Regions from separate parts of the Mus musculus genome. Here region 1 is linked to region 2. Evidence: chromatin contacts called from public HiChIP or PLAC-seq data. All regions are on one chromosome and are shown on one strand. The core of a region is the stretch at or near the end of the contact, and the rest is flanking DNA. Distances in the headings are between cores, read along the strand shown.

What was found. HiChIP or PLAC-seq counts read pairs in DNA pulled down with a chosen protein or histone mark.
Region 1: a contact with region 2 is called in an H3K4me3 HiChIP or PLAC-seq map of embryonic stem cells, with 14 read pairs. The contact joins the enhancer-like site here to the promoter of Gne in region 2. A contact is called at or near these places in 1 of 39 promoter capture datasets (macrophages), 2 of 484 Hi-C or Micro-C datasets (cortical neurons and embryonic stem cells), 5 of 115 datasets of contacts at active chromatin or transcription factors (bone marrow-derived macrophages, embryonic stem cells, stem cell-derived neural progenitor cells and 1 more) and 2 of 9 other capture datasets (adipose tissue and liver).

The regions. Positions count from the first base shown.
Region 1 is chr4:44,248,967-44,253,989 of GRCm38.p6, forward strand. No RefSeq gene overlaps it. Among named protein-coding and RNA genes, the nearest start is that of Rnf38, 18 kb to the left of the region's middle. Within about 2 kb of position 3,210, at least 24 of the 459 cell types and tissues checked have an H3K27ac peak or open chromatin away from gene starts, as enhancers often do. A contact at or near this core is called in embryonic stem cells, where this site is marked.
Region 2 is chr4:44,069,415-44,074,442 of GRCm38.p6, forward strand. It overlaps Gne (glucosamine (UDP-N-acetyl)-2-epimerase/N-acetylmannosamine kinase), which reads right to left and starts at 3,303. Exons shown (of 12, transcript NM_001190414.2): 1 at 2,948-3,303.

The DNA.
Region 1 (5,023 bases), core at 1,960-4,459, 180 kb after region 2:
GACAGCTTCTGACAACCTCACACAGGCATATATGCAGGCAGAACACCAATGAACATAAAATAAAACAATAAATTACACAGAAAAGAAACTCCTGGGTGAGCCTAGGATGAGGATTTTGATGATTATTTATTTATTTACTTACTTACTTATTGATACATGTCTCCTATAACTCAGGCTAGCCCTGAGCTTGTAATTTTCCTGCCTCTTCCTCCCAAGAGCTGGGATTACAGGCATGCACCATCACATCTACCTTTGACCTTATTTAGTGCAGCAGAGCACAGACAGCAGTGTGTCAGGCGACACGACTCAGTTTGTCACATAGCCAGCAGTGTGTCAGGCGACACGACTCAGTTTGTCATCAGATGCTTTGTAGGGCTTAGGGTGGAGTGAGCCTTCTGTCTCCAGCGTGTATGCCTCTGCTGTCCCACTAAGTCAGAACACAGCCACGTAATGGATCATGGCAAACAAACAAACAAACAAACAAACACCCTAGCAAAGATTTGGGGGTGATCCAAAAGTGAGACTGTCACTTACTGACTGTCTCAACCTCATCAACGGAATAAGGTTACCATGAGTGTCTTTTTGTAGAGTTGACAGAAGAATTGTGTGTGTGTGTGTACATGTGAGCACGTGCATGGAGAGGGAGGGAGAGGAGACAGACAGAGAGATGTTAAACGAAGAAATTAGAGTGTAAGCACTCAGGAAGCAGAGGCAGGAGAATCTAGAGTTCCAGGCTAACCCTGGCTGTCTACGTAGTAAAATCTTGTTCAACCCAAACAAACAAAACAGAAGTAAAATACAAATGCCTGACAGATAACTCAGTAAAGGATTGCAATCATTAAGCAAAAGCAAATGGCTCACTGGGCAAAGGAGTGCAGGAGAAGCCCTCACCAGTGCAGCATGTCAGACTGCAAACCCTGGGACTCCCGCCCTTCCCTGCCCCGCCCCGCCCCGCCCCGCCCCGCCCTGCCCCGCCTGGAACAGCCATTGCTCACAGTGGCAAAGCGCTTGCCAGGTTTCCAGGCTCTTTCTCATCCAGTCCCCTGTCTTTATGTCATCTTCAGGACAATCTCACGAGACAGGGAGGGCTGTCATTGTCTCCATTTTGCAGACAAGAAACTGAGACCCAGGTGGACTCCATTGGTGGCTCCCAACTTTTCTTCTGGGACACATGACAGATGATGCTTTCGGGTGGAACGCTCCCAAGCGCAGCCCTGCCATATCTTTATCCGATTCCTCCTACTGGAAAGCAGTTAATGCTATGTAGCTGTTAAGGAGGGTAAGAGGAGTTATGTATAATTGATGGGGGGAAATAGCTCTGATATATTGTGGGTGAAAAAATCCAATTGCAAATTTACTATTCATAGTAATCCTGTATTACTATGTTTATTTAGCACACGTCTATTTACATGTGCATGCGGTTGTCAGGAAAGGCTGCGTATGAAACTGTTAACAGTGGTAAACTCAGAAACTGAGGGTGGATGATGGCCGACAAGCGCTTTTATACCATTTTTTTCAAAGCGTGTGTATTATTTTTATCATGAAAGCATTTGGTATTCAAGCAACATTATAGGCAGACCTTGAGTCTGCTCTGATTTTCTTCAAGGAAATCATTCATGAATATGTATAGATTACCTCTGGAAAGATATTTAAGAAGCTGACGGCAGGCAGTGCTTGCCTCTAGAGAGGAAGTCTGCGGGACTGTTGTTTGCAGGGAAGGACAGAAAAAAAAATGGACTTCTCGCTGTATCCTTTTATAAGGTTTAATTTGTTTTCAACCAAGTGCATGCATTATAAATTCAAATAAGTTGAAAGAATATTATTAAAAGCTTCAGTGGTTTATAATTACCAGTGAATAATTTGTACCCCACCTTCGGCCTGATATTGCATACCAGTTATTCCTACTGGGTTGGCTACTAACACAGAGTGCTTACATTCAAGTTGAGGGCCTCCCCCTAGACCCAGCTTCAGGATCAACAAGACTGGAATGAACTTACCAACCTATCTTTAACTGAACCAAAAAAACCAAAACAAAACAAAACAAAAAAAAAGGTCAAAAATTGACTTTTAATGATGTTTTATCACTGTATCTATTTAGCACACATTCTGTATAGTTTTACCATACTCTGCTGTTTTTTTTTTTCCTTAAAATATAATTTACTTGTTAAAAAAAAAAGAGCATAATCCTTTCTCAAAAAAAGTGCATGGGCTGGAGAGATGGCTCAGCGGTTAAGAGCACTGACTGCTCTTCCCAAGGTCCTGAGTTCAATTCCCAGCAACCACATGGTGGCTCACAACCATCTGTACTGAGGTCTGATGCCCTCTTCTGGTGTGTCTGAAGACAGTGACAGTGTACACATATAAAAACAACAACAACAAAAGTGCACAATAATTAAATTTGGCTCAATGAATTGTGTTATTATTGTTTTTATTTTTACATTTATTTGCTTGGTGTGTGTGTGTGTGTGTGTTTACACGCAAGCATGTGCCTCAGCACTTGTATGGAGGTCAGGGGACAACCTGCAGGAGTTGGTTATCTCTCTGCCATGTGGGCCCCAGGGACTGAACTCAGGTTGTGAGCTTCGGCATCTAAGCAGCTCAGCATCCCTGGTTGTTGTTTTGAGGCAAGGTGTCGCTCTGTACAGCCCAGACTTGCCTGGAACCCATATGCATCTCAGGCTGGCCTCAAACTTAAAGCAATCCTCCTGTCTCAGCCCTTCAAGTGCTAAGATTATAGGTGTGAGTCACCACTGCCAGCTCTCACTCTGGTGAATTTTTATGTATGTCCTACTTGTGTAACAGACGCCCAGATCAAAATATAGCTGTGCCATCTCTCTGGAGATGTTCTTCTTCCCTCGCCTCTCCAGCCCTAGCTACTCTTTGAAGGCAGCCCTTATCTGATTCCTAGCATCAGAGATGGACGGTCACCTCTTTGGGGTAACATACTAGTGAGACACACAGTGTCTCTCTACTGTCTGTTGCCATAACCTACCCATGTTGGGGTGCATAGCAGTTGTTTGGTCTTTACCAGACTGGAAGTGCTGAGTCACAGGGTATACACATATTTAGCTATAAGGATCCTGTCAGGCAGCTGTCCACTCGTAAGAAAGTTCTCCTTGCTTCCCAGCTGCAAACCCTCCACACCATCAGACCCTTTCATTTCAGCCACTGTGGGGCTTACTGACTTTGCTGTGACCCCTTGGTTCCATGGTCCCCATCTGCTCAGTCCTCTGTTATGAAAGCACACCCCACCCCCGAGACACACACACACACACACACACACACCACAGTGCATCTGAATGCCTAACCACTCTTTCCGCATTTTCCTTCCTGGGACAGAACCCTATCCTTCCCTGACCCCAACCCCTGATCAAATCCCAGCATGCATCACAAACAAATCCAGTCTCTGCCTCAGGTGAGACCTGTTTCCAGCAGAGACTAAGCCCTGATGTGACTCTTAGCTGTCCTCTTAGCCCACCACACACTGAGTCCTAATCACAGCGTGACCCCGCCCCCAATTCCAGCCTCGGACCTCCACAAGTCGCAAGACTGAACGCCCTTCTTTTAGATGGTGATTTAAGTTGACCTAATCTGAACTCCTTACAGAAAACACAAAAGGGCCAAGCGCACTGTCCAAAATTATTAGGAAATGTAAAATTGCAATAAAATGTGCCAAGAATCCATCGCAAAAGTGTCTCCTTGATGTACTTCAGACGCTCATTGGGACTGAATCTTCCTAAGTTAGAGAAAGAAACTAGGATCAACCCCACTCTGATATGTAATAAAGGAACAGGCTGGGGGTGGAAGTGGGGGTGTGCATCCTAAGAAAGACGGGAGCTAAGCTAGTCCTGCAGATGGTGGAAGAAGGAGAGTAACCTTCCTCCCCGTGCTCACAAGATGGCAGGTTTATTTTAACAATGTTTCTAACAGTTTGAGAAATGGATTTAGAGAGCCCAGAGGGAAGCCTCTGATTGGGGAGCCTCTGTCCATGATGGCTTCTTTTTTTTTTTTTTTTTTTTTTTTTAACAATGGTATTTGACTCATTAAATTCTGATCGTAGTGTGTTTACACCCCCACCTTCCCCACCCCCACCCTCACCAGCAGCACCACCCCCTCCCCCTGCAGTGGCTGCGGGACAGGAATTCAGAGACTTCTAAGAGGAAGAGCCCTTTGGGTTGTTTGCTCTGTCGCCTAATCAGCTGCAAGCTGAGAATGTCGTCTTCACTTGGTTGCATGTCCTTGAGAAAAAAAACGTGCTTTTCCTCTTTAACACCGGGAGGAGTGACCTGGTAAGTACCCTGTCCTCTGAAGGCTAGAGGAGCTGGGGACATCATAGAGATGCATTCTCTCTCTCTCTCTCTCTCTCTCTCTCTCTCCTCCCCCCACCCCCCACCCTGGGACCAAAAGTCCTGGTTAGTGTAAGATTGCGATTTCCAAATTCCTAAACATTAACCGGGTGAAACAACATGTAGGATGAAGTCACGTGACCATGGAAAGGACACTGGGGTTTGTGACAGGAGACCAGGACAGTTCTGCCACCACTAGCCTTTACAACCCCCCACCCGCCTTCTATCTCTAGATCTCCTCCAGGTCTCTAGTGACAGCAATACAGTGCACTTTGTGATTGGGTCTTTTATAGACAGTGCCTTATTTAATCTTTATTCCAGTGAGACGGGAGCTTTTATTATTCAAAATTCCCAGAACAGCTGGCAGGGATTTAGAGAGATTAGACTTTGTCAAAGGTTCCAGGCATGGTGGTGTGCATGCATTTAGTTCCAGTACTACTGAGGCAGAGGCAGGTGGATCTCTGTGAGTTTGAGGCCAGCCTGGACTATAGGAAGTTTCAGATCAGACTAGTCATTGCTACATAACATGACTCTGTCTTAAAAACAAAAACAAAAACAAACAACAACAACAAAAAACCCACTTACCAAAGGTAAGACACACCACAGTTTGTTTAGTTTGGTTTTAATTTGAATATAACCTTTTCATGTTGGTTGTCACTGATTTGCATATATATTAT
Region 2 (5,028 bases), core at 2,053-4,552:
TGAGAGAATAAAAACATTTACAAAATAAAAATATACACACACAACTAATTATTTCAAACTAGATATGGTGTGGCACACCTTTAATCCCAGCACTTAGGAGGCAGAGGCAGGCAGATCTCTAGGAGTTCCAGACCAGCCTGGTCTACATGCAAGTTCCAGGCCAGCCAGAGTCCTGTAGAAAGACCATGTTCCAGTAAATAAATAAGCAGATGAAGAAGTCACCACACACCTAAGAACAGAGTGTGCCAGCTGAGCTCTCAGCCACGTGGCTCTTCCTAGTAGCTCCTGTCAGCCACGCGGCTCTTCCTAGTGGCTCGCAGCACCAGTTTGGTTCCCTTTACTTTCTTTTCTTTTCCATTTTCTCTCCTCTCCTTATCCTCACCATTTGTTATTTGGGCTTATTTATGGGTTTTTGGTTTTGTTCTTCTGTTTTGTTTTGCTTTTTGAGTTCTTTGTAGCCCTCCCTGGCTGGCCTAGCCTGACACTCATTACATAACAACCCAACTCGACAATCCTCTCGTCTAAGCCTCCAGAATGCAGGAATTACAGGAATGCACCATCTTCCTATATATACATATTTATTTATAAATATATATGTGTGTGTAATGTATATTATGCAATTGAAAACATTTTACAAACTGTTGCTACATTCTTTATTTTTTAAATATTATGTTTCTGAATTAAATAGGAACATTGAAAAATTTAAAGGCAATGGAAATATCAAACCAAAGGTACAATATCAGTTTTATGATAAGTGAAGGGCTATGAGAGCCATGGAAGCGAAATCCTGAGTGAACAGTACTTCCTGAGTCTTCGGCTGCGTGGGGCTCTGCACAGAAAACGGAGACAGGCACGGAGACTCTTGACTTAGGAACTGACACTGGGGAAGAGGGCCTAAGACACACAGACCCCAACCATTGTGCTTTCACAAACAGGAGCAACAAAAATCAGAAACTTGACCAAATTGTTATCTGTTCTGCGTGAAATAGTCCTAAAGGGACTTTTGTTTTGTTTTGTATTTTTTGAGACAGGGTCTCTCTACATAGTCTTAGCTGTCCTGGGATTTTTTTTTTTCCCACAGACCATGCTGGCCTCAAACTCACTGTGATCTGCCTGCCTCTGCTTCCTGAGTGCAGGGATTAAAGACTTGAACAACTAAAGACACATTTTATGGTGCAGATAGTGAGCAGCATCTTCACGGTCACTATCAGATGCGGAATGTGACAAAGTGGACTTAAACCATTTGAAGGAAATTTAGGTTTCATAAAGCACAAGGCAAAGCAAGATAAAACTTGCTTCTTTACCTAGTGGAATGTTAACCAAAAATGAAAATTGATCAACTGTATCTATATTTGCCAGTGGATACTGTGTATCCCCATACAAAAGTCTGAGGTCCCAAACATTGCAAAATGCAAACGAATAACACGGGAGCCAGTGAAATGGCTGGCTGCATGGGTAAAAGCGGAGGCCAGAGGGCAAGTTCCAGCATCAGGCCACTGGAGAGTCAGGAATGGGGTTCAGACAGACAAGGAGCACAGGGGCACGCTTCTGTAAGATCTGGTATGAGTGACAGGAACACAACAGCAAACACCCAAACAAACAAAAACAAGCAGAAAGGAAAGGCCACCCTTGGGCCGGAGGACCAGACAATTAGGGAAATGGGGTCTTATAAAATGCCCAACCCAGAGTCCACCTGCCAGAACTTCCAAGTCCGGGGGCCCATCCCATCCCACCAGGAGCTGTCAGCTTGCTTCAATAGAGCTTTTTACTTCACTTTCTCTGCCTTTGAGTCATCTATCAATTCTATGCCTGTCTCACACACAGAACAACCTCACCAGCTCTCCCCTACGTTTCTTTCACCTTGTTGGAGACAGGCTCTCTAAAAACAAAAACAAAAACAAACAAAACAAAACAAAAACAAAAAACAAAAAAACCCAAGGCTTCCGGATTGCTGTTATTACAGCTGCTCGAATTATAGGACCGGTTTTACTGGGTTTGGAGCACCCAAACTCAAGTCAAGTTTGAAGCGTTACACCAGCAGCAGCAGCAGCAGCAGCAGCAGCAATCTCCCTGGCTCCGAGAAATGGCAATGCTCACAAACTACATTCAACTCAATTGTGCTTTTATAAATGCTGCAAAAGGATAAGTGAATGTCCCAACCACGAGAAAGTATAAGCACACTTGTGCAAGCAGTCACCAGCAGAGAAACAACAGTAAAGTAAACGTTTGCTAAGTGCTTCCTCCAGCAGTGGGCTAACACGGCGTTAGACACGTTATTCCATCCTCATTTTCTCTACTATACAGACAGGGACACTGAGGTGTAGAAAAAAAAATCCACTTGATCTAAATCACAGTTAGTTAATGACTGATAGAACTTCAATTCAAAGCCAAGTCTAGATGACCTTCCTACACGCAGGTCACTGCCGCACACACCCTCTACCTTGTGTGTATATTCCACAAACATCCACGGGTGCAAACCTTTCCGGAGAACTTGAGACACTCCTTTCTTTCACTCAGAGCGGATGGAACTCACCGCAATAAAAAGGGAAGGGCTGTACAGAGTTCTCAGAACCCTGCTGCCCAGCTATAATAATTCAGTTTGATGTTCCTTCCAGAGCCCCTACAGTCGGGCTAAACCATTATCTTTACTGTGAAACCATTCCCCGCCGCCACACCCCTCCTATCGAGGTGCAAAGCCGATCTATTCTTTCCTCTAACAATTTTACAAGCCTGTTCAAGGACGGATATAAACGTCTATCAAATTTCCAAGGACACCGAGTGTCCAGACAGTCAGAGTTGGGCAAGCCTCCAAGAAGTCCCTCGGTGCAAACCCTCTCCCCACCTAGGCAGTGCTGGGCCCCCGCAGCTATCTCACGTCTCTGCCCAGGGACCCAGGGCCGTGCCGCCTGCTGCGTGCACGGATGGGCTGGACCCTGGCCAGGCCTACCTCTGCAAGCCCCGGTCCCCATTCACCCGCACGCTGAGTCTGACAGCTCCGGGATCCCACGCCGGAGCAACGCACCGGGCGGGAGAGGCGCCCTGCTGCGTAGAACCCGGACGCCCAGCGCGAGGCCCACAGCTGCAGCAGAGGTGCCGGAGCCTGGCACGATGCTCGTGAGTCACCGACTGACTCGTGGCCTCCGCCGGGTTAGTTCCCTCCGGCGCCACCTCGGCACTTGGCAGGCTCGCGTCCAGCGGGTCCACAGGGCAGGCCCCGGCAAGCGCACCCGGTGGCTTCCGCTACCCGGCGCCGCTCGACGACTCGGCGCTCGACCCAGCCCCAGCCATTGCTCCTGCATTCGCAACGCACACCCCGGCTCCCGCGGAGCGCCGAACGGTCGATCGCTCCGGCTCCGCCTGCACCGGGTCCCAGCCCCTCCTTGGCGTATTTCTGTTGGTCAGTCGTGTGGCGCACCTTCCGCTGTCGTGTCGCCTCTGGTAGTGGCATCCACTCGGTTTGCTGACCCTTATTCTCGCCTGAGGGTGTTCTCTCCTCTGGCAGAGCCCACAGTTAAGCCCGAGTTCTCCCACGAGATGGTTGTTTTAGCTTTGCACCCAAGCTGAGTGCCATCTCGTGGACCAAACTCCAAGGCAACTCAGTGTCGGTAGTCCTAGAGTGCACCCTGGAATTTAAGCTTTGCCACCCCTGCCACGAGGCTCTGGCTGAGTGCAGCGTGACAATACACATGCTAGTCAGCTCTGAGTTATCTGTCACTCCAGGGATCTAGGCAATTCTATTACCAAATTTGGGCCTCACAGTTTTTCCCCTTGAAGCCAAATTCTGTCACCTGTTCTCCATAAGTTAATGAGAACAGAGTTACTAGTAAAAAAAAAAAAAAAAAGCAAAAAAACGGAGGTTAATTCAATGTGGCCATGTTGGGAAGAGGGACAAAGATATCCAAAGACATATCCCCTGGATCCATTTTGGGACCTCAGATTTTAGGTTAAAATATATAGAGTTCGAGATGTGCACATCTAAGAGGTCCAGGGCAAGCTGTAGCCCACCTGTCACTGTCTGGACTCTAACTTCCCCAGCAAAGTGGCAGTCACAAATTGTCAGTCCCGTGTGAAGTCTCTTTTCAGCACCAGCATTCGGTCTTTTCCTTCTCTGAGTATGAGATTCTTGGGGAAAATTTCAGGGTTTTTTGAGGCCATAGTTTCAATAGTCTGATAGATTGAGGTACACAGACATCTCAAGAATATCTGCTAGACTAATTGCAGATCCAAGACCCAGGAAGGTGGGGAGCGGCCTGTGCTGCTAGCTCCTGATGAAGGTTGGTTTTGTTTTGTTTTTAAGATTTTATTTTAGCTTATTTTTATCATGTATATGGGGTAGGGGGGTGGGGCAGAGGATGTGTACACATTAGAGTGCACATGTCAAAGTCCAGAAGAGGGTAACAGATACCCTGGAGCTGAAGTTAGAGATCGTGGTGAACCTCCTGACATGGGTGACATTTCCCACAGCTAGGTGCAAGAGAATGAGAAGCTAGACAGTATTCTGAACAGCACAGCTGCACCTGTGTCTCAAACAACAACAAAAAGTCACAAGTGAAACTTTCAGATCTACTTTTTTAGGTTGTTTTTTTTTTTTTTTTTTTGAGACAGGATCTTACACTGTACCTAGCTGAAACTGGCACGGGATTGACTGTGTAGCCCAGACTGGTCTCAAGCCACGTCAGTCCTCCTGCCTCAGCTTCCATTGGGGGTTCTTGCTATAAGCTAAATGTGGACCCCATCAGACTTTTACAGCTTGTGGTCTATCTCAGTCAAGGATGAAGCTCTGGTTTGCATGGTATTAGTGTAGCCATGTTGGATCCTGCAAGGGTCATCCCATCATGAAAGGACAGACAATGAGTGGTTTTGTACACTGAGGTGACATTGTCTACCTTTCTGTCTGAGATCAGCAACCATCGATTTGTAAGTTGACCAGGTCACCATTCATGAATGCTCTGATAACACGTCAATTTCCAACACATTTCACATCATACTTTTTTTTTCTAAATACCATCTGAGCTGTTGGGTAGAGAA